2 separate regions of the Callithrix jacchus genome follow, and region 1 is linked to region 2. The links are chromatin contacts, called in public Hi-C maps. All regions are on one chromosome and are shown on one strand. The core of a region is the stretch at or near the end of the contact, and the rest is flanking DNA. Distances in the headings are between cores, read along the strand shown.

Region 1 (4,850 bases), core at 1,841-4,340, 280 kb after region 2:
AAGGAAGAAGTAACTATGAGAAAGAATGCCCCACTGTCCTTGCTCAAAGAATGATTGTCAGAGAAACTCCCGTTGGGGCAAGCTGCTGTGCGTTTGGGATTTTGGCCCTAGAATAATAATAGTTAATACCTATTTAGCACTTCCAAATGCCAGGTCCTATTCTAAGCACTTTATATCATCAACCTATTCAATTCTCACAACAACCCTATGAAGTTGGTGCCATTATTATCCCTCTTTTACAGACAAGGAAGCTGAGGTTGAGCAACTTGTCTAGGGTCACCCACACAGTAATTACCACAGCCGAAGTCAGAACCCAGGAGTTTGTGCCAGCAACCACAAGAGTCTTCTGTCTTCCTCATACCCATGTTCTATTTACAATGTCAAGTTCAAATATGTCTGTGAACTCTGGCCCTTCCTCTGTGTATCCTACTATTTCTAGAGTTGTCTGCCCTATAGTGCCATTTCTCCTGACTAGGAACTTTTGAGAAAAGGCTTTCACTTCAGCTTTTTCCACTCATCTTTGTTCTCCTCCCACTGCCTCTTTTCCAAACACTCAGTCTATACTAGTTTGGCAATGAATGGGAATGTCCAAGATACTGTGATATTAAAAAAATGATGGAAGAGTAGGAGTTAGGGAAGGTGAACCCTCAAATGTCTTTCCTTCCCAAGGCTTAGTGCACAGAGAGCCATTCAGATGGATACAAGATAACATCAGAGAACAACATACACCAACCTGCCCACATTGTGGTGAGTGATACTGAGCTCTTAAGGCCAGTGGATCTGAGGTCCAGACGTTCATAATCTTTCTTGCCCCCTTAAATGGCTTGAAAGCCTAAAATACAATTCCTCTGAACTCTAGCAGACAGAGTGACTTGAAACATCAGTAAGGTAGACCAGCTATATGAAAAGAGGAAAGGAAGAGCCAGGAAACAGTAGAAGCCAAAAAACTATTTGAGTTGTTAGAAAATTAAAGAGAGGCCGGGTGCGGTGGCTCACGCCTGTAATCCCAGCACTTTGGGAGGCCGAGGCGGGTGGATCACGAGGTCAAGAGATCGAGACCATCCTGGTCAACATGGTGAAACCCCGTCTCTACTAAAAATACAAAAAATTAGCTGGGCATGGTGGTGCGTGCCTGTAATCCCAGCTACTCAGGAGGCTGAGGCAGGAGAATTGCCTGAACCCAGGAGGCGGAGGTTGCGGTGAGCCGAGATTGCGCCATTGCACTCCAGCCTGGGTAACAAGAGCGAAACTCTGTCTCAAAAAAAAAAAAGAAAATTAAAGAGAATCAGTCTGCTGTGTTTAGTACCCTTCTCTCTGCTATACCATTTCAGAGCTCTATGGAGAACAAGACACTGGACTCCTAATGAAGATAAATTCCAGCTAAGATTAAAAAACGAAACAAGAAAAACTCCACGGGACCTATGGAGAACTCACTGGCACAGTGACTCAAAGACGTGAAAATTATAGTGACACTGGTTTTATAAGTCAGAGCCCAGATCATCAAAGCACAATGTAACATCAGTATAGCTCCATACTGGAAAACGAAGACCCTTCCTTTTATTAATAAAGTTCGTGGAAAAGTGACTCTATATATGGGGAACTCAGAATTACAGTACCCTTTGTATAGTAAGAAACAAGCATGGAAGTGAAGTAAAAAAACAGTATAATGATGTGAGCAATGGGAAGACCTCAGTGGAATGGAGGCAAAGCCATTGTGAGAATAGGAGAGATTCAGCCAGGCACTGTCAGAGGAGAAGGGAAGGGGGTAACACGGTGATTTGAAAAGTACAAAGATGTCATGTATGTAGGGCGTTAAAAGTTAGTATTGTTATTCCTTTCAGAAAATAGACAAGGTCTGCACAGCTAAGAACAATTCCATGCTTTATGTGCATTTGCTGAGAAAACAACTGTAGTAAATCTAAAGTAATTCCGACAAAGAACTGACCGTAGTCTATGACTCCTGAAGGTTTCTGAAGAAAGTAGCATACATGCTCTGCGTGTTGACCTGATGCAAATTCTTTGCGGGTCATCCAGGCATCCTTTCATCCTTCCTCTCCTGGGCCTATGAGTTAACTCAACCATAAGACCCACAAACACAGCTTAGATTTTCAGGGGCAGGGCTAATTTAAACCAGCCACTTTCCCCACAAGTTCAATAGCTTTTTTTTTCAACTTGTATCCTGATAATGGGCCAGAAAATATCGTCCTTCTATCCATGAAACAGAAGCTTAGATAATTTTAATTTCCTTCTATCCCCCGCACCCCCCAGACTGGTTCAGCTGCTGCTTTTCTTCTTTCAAACTTTTCAATTATTTCCTTTTTCTTTCCTCTCTGTTATCCTTCATTATGCTCATATTTACTTCCTGAAACTCTAGTCCCTGCTAGGTCTCACTAGCATGCAGAATGGGATTGGCAGAATACCAATCACCTCAACGTATTCCCTTCCCTCTTCCCCTATCCGCCTCTCCCTTCTTTTCTCTCCTTTCCTCCTCTCCCTTGATCTCCCCTCCCCTCGCACTCCCTCCTTCCTTTCCTTCCTTCTGACGGTATTCTCTTCCCCAGAAGCGGCATTTTCGTCTTCCACTCACAACCTTACTTCACCAACATGCCCACACCTTCCCTGAACCTCCACAGTTACTTTCTCATAAGACCTGTTGCAACCGTCCCCTCCCAGGGCTGTCATTATTAGTATTATTATTGGGTTGTTTTGTTTTTCCATCTCAGGAGCAAACTCTGGAGTCTTGATCCAGTCACCTCCTCCAGCACACTCCGGCAGGGTACCCAGCAGGGTGTGATCTCAGACACGCAGGGGGACTCCGTGGGCCCCTCCCACATCCCAGCACTCTCACTTACTGGGATTCCTCTGAAACCTCTCTCTTGGCCCCATAGTAACAGTCGGCTTACAAGTCTCGGCTCCTCCTTTAACTGGAATTTTGATCTTTAGTCACTAACATCCATGTCACAGGCAAGGGGAAAAACAGCCCCCTTTTCCGTCCAGTTTCTGTTTCCCTAAACCCCGCCCTCCCAGGGAAGCTGACCACTCAGCTCGGGCTTTTGTAGCAGCACCTGATTGGTGGATCACGGAAAGCGCGCTGGAGAGGGCGGAGCTCATTGGGCCGACTCCTCGCGCTTGGTAAGTGCGGTCGCCTAGGTCTGCATAGCAGGGACTTTGGCCGCGACTCGGGGCGGCCTGTTGCCAGAGCGAGCGCGGAGGCCCCCAGGCAGCGCGCTGAGCCCGAAGCAGGTCCCCGGAGTGCCAGGGACACAAACCCCAGTTCCTTCAGGAAGCCTTCCAGATCGACGAGGAGAGGTGGGATAGCCCCGATGGCTTCACCTCGGCCAGTCAGGGGAAGCTCTTTTATTCGTCATCCCCAAAGCATTATTATTATTCACCCTTGAAGTAAAAACCCACTTGCTTTTGACAGGGGCACAAGAAATACTTTTATTTTATGGGTCAGTGTAATTTCAGTGTAATTGTTTAAAATACGTAAACTCTGAAAAGGTCGGCATTCAGCCTTTCTGTCACTTCCTTACTTTTGGCCTTTTATATGAGAAAAATACCTTTCCTACTGTGTGTGTGTGTTTTTTTTTAATACTTGCTAGACATTTACATTTTGTTACTTGGGAGCCTAAAGTGTTTCCTTCTACATAGAGAGATAACACCTCGAATCCCTGCCACATTCTGAAAAGTAGGTACAGTTTACCTACTTTTTATTTTCAGATATGTTAAAAGACGCAGAAGGAGTAAAGGAATATGCTGAAGTCCTCGTGGGATTGCGGCTGGCCACTGTAAGGGACATTCCCCCCATATCATTTTGAATCCCCTTGGTTTAAAGAGAAAAGACCTGGTTTTCTGTCAGAAGGTGGAGGGCACTGATGGAGGAGGTGGGTAATAAGCAGACAAAAAGGGAAAGTGGAATAATGTACCCAGCATTCTTGGATATCCTCAGTGTAAAAATATTTCCCTTTCCTGAGTCGTTTTTGTTTTGATGTATGCATGTATGTATATATTTTAGCAAATAGTCAAAAAGCATTTGGAACTAAGTAGATCAAAAGGCTGGGTTTTTTTTCCTTATTTTTTTTCCTTATTTTTTTTGAGACAGGGTCTCACTCTGTCACCCAGGCTTGAGTGCAGTGGCACTCTGGGCTCATTGCAGCCTCCACCTCCTGGGTTCAAGTGGTCCTCCCACCTCATCCTCCCAAGTAACTGGAACTACAGACATGCGCTACCACACCTGAATAATTTTTTTTTTTTTTTTTGTAGAGACAGGGTTCTGCCATGTTGGCCAGGCTGGTCTCAAATTCCTGAGCTCAAGTGATCTGCTCATCTTGGCGTCCCAGAGTGCTGGGAAACAGCACCCAATGTGGGGCTTGAACCCACCACCCTGAGATTAAGAGTCTCCTGTTCTACTAACTGAGCTAGGTGGGCACCCCATTTTGGAATTTAAAAAGAAAAAGAAAAAATATGACTATTAAGGAATGTACGGGTTTTCTTATGTAGCTTGAAAAGTGATTCCAAAGAGGATTTCCATGAACATTCTGATCAGTGTGGTAGTGTCACCTGGAATTAGATATGTAGCTTCCAAGGGGTGTCTTTGAAAAGCAATCCTCATTAGGATGTCTAAATTCTGATAGTTAAAATTAGTCCATCTTTCCTTCTTTCCTTCTCTCTCTCCCTTTTCTATCTCTCTCATTTTCACACAAATGATTTGAGGAAATGGCTTAATAGAGTCATTTCATTTAAAGCTACTTTAGAATATAAAAAACATATAAATATGGAGTGTATTCCTATTATTTTAAGCATTGCCAAATTTATTACCGAAATTCTTAGTCCAGATGAAGCCCCATAGC
Region 2 (4,367 bases), core at 686-3,185:
TTTAATCTACCCTAATTAATGGTTCGATTAAAACAGCACTAGTCAAACAGGCGTCTCCTCCTAGCTGTGGAGCTGAAGGATGGCTCAGAGGATGTTGTGACACAAGGGTGGGGAGACAAAAAAAAAAATCAACTCGGGGTGTTACTGGCCTGCACCACAGTCCCCTCCAGCTACAGCAAAGGTGCAGAAATGCACTGAGAACCAAGTGGCATCCCAAGCAAAGCATCAAAGTCCAGAAGCAGTCGGCTTGGCACAGGCGAGGTTGTGAGCAGTGCAGAGGGAAACTGGACCACAGCTATGCTCCGGCTTGCAGGACCACTGCCTATGTGACACGAGGCAAGCCACTTACTGTGACTCACGATGTCTTCATCTACCAGAAGCTGACAAAGATGCTTACACCAGCTCTTGCAGGGGCACCTGAGTGTTGTTTAAAACACAGCCACCTCGTGAGAGCAGATCCTGTTAAAAACCTGCTAAATTCACAGATGGGGTTGCACCTGTCAGAGTGGAGCCAGTGGCTGGAAAGAGAATGGCTCTGCTCATGAATGACAATCACTGGGTGCCTGGTAGGCAGTGGAAGAAGAGATAAACAAGAAGCTAAGAAAGGTGGCAAGCTGATGGGACTAGGGTGCTACAAAGAGCATAAAAGTCCATTTTATTTCCTTTTTTTTTTTTTTGTTCTGTTGCCTAAGCTGGAGTGTAATGGTGTGATCTTGGCTCACTGCAATTTCTGCCTCCTGGGTTCAAGCAATTCTCATGCTTCAGCTTCCCGACTAGCTAGGATTACAGGCATACACCACCACACCTGGCTAATTTTTGTTTAGTAGAGATGGGGTTTCGCTCTGTTGCCCAGGGTGGTCTTGAACTCCTGGCGTCAAGAAGTTCTCCTGCCCTGGCCTCTCAAAGTGCTGGGATTATAGGCATGAGCCACCACACCCTACCAAAAGCCAATCATTTTTCTACCTTTGGTGGGTGTTCTAGGTCTGACAAACAGGGATGAACATACACGCACATTCACTCACTGCAGAGTACGCAGTGTGCCTTGTGTGTGACCTGCAATTCTTTGCATTGTTTCCATGTAAATTTTCCTCATTTTCCACCCACCTCCCTCAAAAGGGTTTATACTTTAAAAGGGTTTGTTTGAGCAAGGGAGGGGCTGGGTCACCAGCCTGAGGAAGGCAATGGGGGCAGAGGCCGGATAAAGTAGATGGCGTCGGGGAGCACAGCACCCGAATGTCCTAAGAACCAAAGGCTCCCAGAAATCTTGGCCCAGGCTTTGCACTTGACAGTAACTGAAAGTCCGCTCACCTGAACTGGTATCTGAGCGCAGATGAGGCCTGGGGTCTGCCCCTCATACACCCCAGGATCTTGAGGCTTCGTGACAGCAGGCCTGGTGACCACATCTACACCGCACATGCACAGCATGGCCCTTCCTGAGCCACTCCGGCCTCACAGCCAGGACTCTGTCGCTGCTCTGGGCTGAGCACCACACAGAAGGCGAGAGCCACATCCTTTTTGTTCATCTTTATTTACAGCAAAGTACATAATGTGTGGTCATTTCGTAACCACTAACAATAAAGGTAGGGAGGTAAAAAGAAAAGGGAGAGGAGCAAGCATCTTAAAAGGGGGGCGGGGGAAAGCCTAAGTCTGTATTTAGCTACTCACCCTGCTCCTGTGGCAGGACTGGGTAGGCACTCCCTGCCTCTAAGACGACAGCAAAGCTGACCTGGAATGCCAGTCCCCAGTACGAGGAGGGCGGCAGAAGGCCCAGAGACAAGATGAAAGGGGACTGGGCTCTGGATGCATCCACTTATGCCTTTGCCAGTTAGTTCCTTGTTTTGTTTGAGTGCTTCCCCCCGCCCGCCCTGAGCAGTGTAAAGGGCAAGGGTGGTAGAGAAGGTGGTCCCTTCAGGAAGCAGTCCTGAAGGCCAGAACCCACCTTCCTAGCTGTTCCTTAGCCTGCCCAGTTCTTGGCCCTGGAATCTTTAACAGGCACACAGGAGATTCCAGGGCAGAGGAAAATATTTCCCTGCAAGAGGCTACTTCCCTCCAATAGCCGTGGGGGCTTGTGCAGGGCAAGATTGCTAAGTCAAGGAAAGTGCAGGAGGTTAGCAAGGGAAGTTACATACAAACCAAGCAGGCTCCCAGCCCTCCAGCTGTCCGACGGCTCCGAGGTGTGCACAAGCCTCCAGCCCAACCCAGCAGCCTAATGCAACTCTGGCAGCCCAGCCCGGGTGTGGCCACAAGTAACCAGCTCCAAGCCCAAGTGAGGCAGGGTGTCAACTTCCCCATGATTGCCAAGTGGCCAAGACCAGAAGCAGGGACAATTACGCTACTTCTGCAGCAAGGTGAACTGGAGACCCTGTCTCTGCACTCCTCCCCTGGCCTGTCCCACAGACATCCTGTTGTTTAACCCACTGCCTTTGCAAGGGCCTCCTCTATCCACTACAAATCAAAGGACCCTTGTATCCTTCTTACATAGATTCCCATCTCTCTGCTCATAGTGGTCTCAGGCTGCCTGAGAATAAGAAACTTGGGTCTGTAGACGTCCCATCAGTGTGAAAGAGTGCGAGGCCAGGCCTTCCTGTGACTTAATGCTTCTATGCTTGTTTCCTAAGCACTTGGTCCACACACAATACCTGGGCAGGGAGAGAACCGAGCACCATGGGACGGCTCTGGAGCCAGGGGACTCCCATATACATACAACCAACATCACCCCACTCTGCTCATCTGTGCCTCCTCCCTGAACAGCAAAAAGTACCTACATGGCAAATGTCATAGTTTCCGGACTAATAATTCTACTCCCAACTCTCCATGGAATCAGACCCAGAGACTCTTAAAAAACTAAGACCATTGTTTGTTCCATAGAAAGCTCAATTTCAGATACAGAGTTGGCTAAATGCTGGGCTGCCACGGAGGGGTAGAGCCTTCCATCCCTTCCTTGCTCCAGACACAATGTGTCACAGACCCCAGCAGACACTGCTCAGTGTCCCTAGCCAAGCCACCAAGAATTGGTGATCATTTGACAAGGGGCAGGGCAGCCCTATAGCTGTTTCCAAGCTAGCAGTGGGCTACTCAGAGATATTGGAGGCTTGGTCCCAACACCACAGGTAGATGAGGAAGCGGCTAGGTAAAGGCTCAGAGATGAGACGAGTCCATCTTCCAAGGCAGTGGGATAAACAGCCAAGGCACTAAATGGTTTGGCACCTGGGAGCTTCAAGTAAAGTTGAGCACGCTGCCCACTGAAAGACCAAGGCTATCTCCCAGACATGGGTGGGCTTCACCTGAGCAGAGCCTGTGCCATCAAGGCCAGGCCCCCTGTGTCCTCAGGATGCTAACCCAGGCCTGCGATCCCTGCTTCATCTCAGAAGTGATCAAGGCATGACTACAAGGATAATAATGATTGATCCTAAACACACACTCCAGAATTCAGCCATCCCAGTGAGCACCGGCTTTCAACGGAGGCACCTTGGCACCCTTCCCTTGGTTCAAATAGGCGGCTGTGACTAGGAGCTCCTTTCAGAGCCTGCGTGGTCTCTTGAACGTCTCTGGGTGGCAAGCTCTGTTGAGGACTAGGTTTGACTTTTCTGAAATAGCGAAACAGACTTAGAGTCAAACTGATCCCAGAAAAGGGAAATCAGACTGGATGGTGCTGAGTCTGAAGGGAAAACTTGGTGTGACCAGGTGGTAGCGGAGACCAGTTACCTGAATGGCTCAAAGAGGCTCTGAGGGCAATGGAAAGAGAAGGTTCTCCAAAATGTTTCTAGCAATGGCAGCCACAATGGGATAGTTAAGGACACAGTCCCCCAAGCACTAGGGTGGTCAACACTGAAATGAAAATCTCTGGCCCTTCTGCAGTCAGAAACTGAGGCTCAGGACTCTATAATCAGACCTCCTTCAGGGCTCACTTGGGCTCCCGTCCACCCAGAATGTCAGGAATCTGTACTTTCAGAGAAAACGTTGCCACCAAGCAGCGGCTCTCAGGAAAGCTAGAAATTTCCACCCCAAATATTTCAACCTCAGACTCCAACTTAGGTATCTATGATTTAAATACTGTCCTTTTAAATACTTTTTAAAAATTGCTTTTCCAAGCCCCTTTCATCCTCTGCAGCTGCCACAGCTACTAGGCAGTATTGCAAATAAGTAAATCCTCCTGGCCACGATGCTGCTAGTGAGAATCACTGACCAAAGTTACTCTCCTCACTTCGCTGCAAACTTCCAGGAAACAGAAACTACTACCCGTCTGCCGACAGAGCTCCCCTGCCACCCTGTGAGGAGCTGCTGCCAGTGTCAGTTACCAGAAGCCCTCACCCAAGCCCAGCCTGCAGTGGGCCACTCTGTATTCCACAATACAGGAAAAAGCCCAC

What was found. Hi-C and Micro-C count contacts between places; a contact is called where the count stands out from the background.
Region 1: a contact with region 2 is called in a Hi-C map of induced pluripotent stem cells, with 5 times the contacts expected there. The contact joins the promoter of RXRG here to the enhancer-like site in region 2. A contact is called at or near these places in 3 of 3 Hi-C or Micro-C datasets (induced pluripotent stem cells and skeletal muscle).

Annotation. Positions count from the first base shown.
Region 1 is chr18:36,210,633-36,215,482 of calJac240_pri, forward strand. RXRG (retinoid X receptor gamma) reads left to right here and starts at 3,091. Exons shown (of 16, transcript XM_078355043.1): 1 at 3,091-3,132. It overlaps MGST3 (microsomal glutathione S-transferase 3), which reads right to left and starts at 3,010. Exons shown (of 6, transcript XM_035280028.3): 1 at 2,853-3,010. The coding sequence starts at 2,886.
Region 2 is chr18:35,927,541-35,931,907 of calJac240_pri, forward strand. It overlaps UCK2 (uridine-cytidine kinase 2), which reads right to left. Exons shown (of 7, transcript XM_002760436.6): 7 at 1,510-4,367. Among named protein-coding and RNA genes, the nearest start is that of UCK2, 87 kb to the right of the region's middle. Within about 2 kb of position 1,936, at least 2 of the 16 cell types and tissues checked have an H3K27ac peak or open chromatin away from gene starts, as enhancers often do.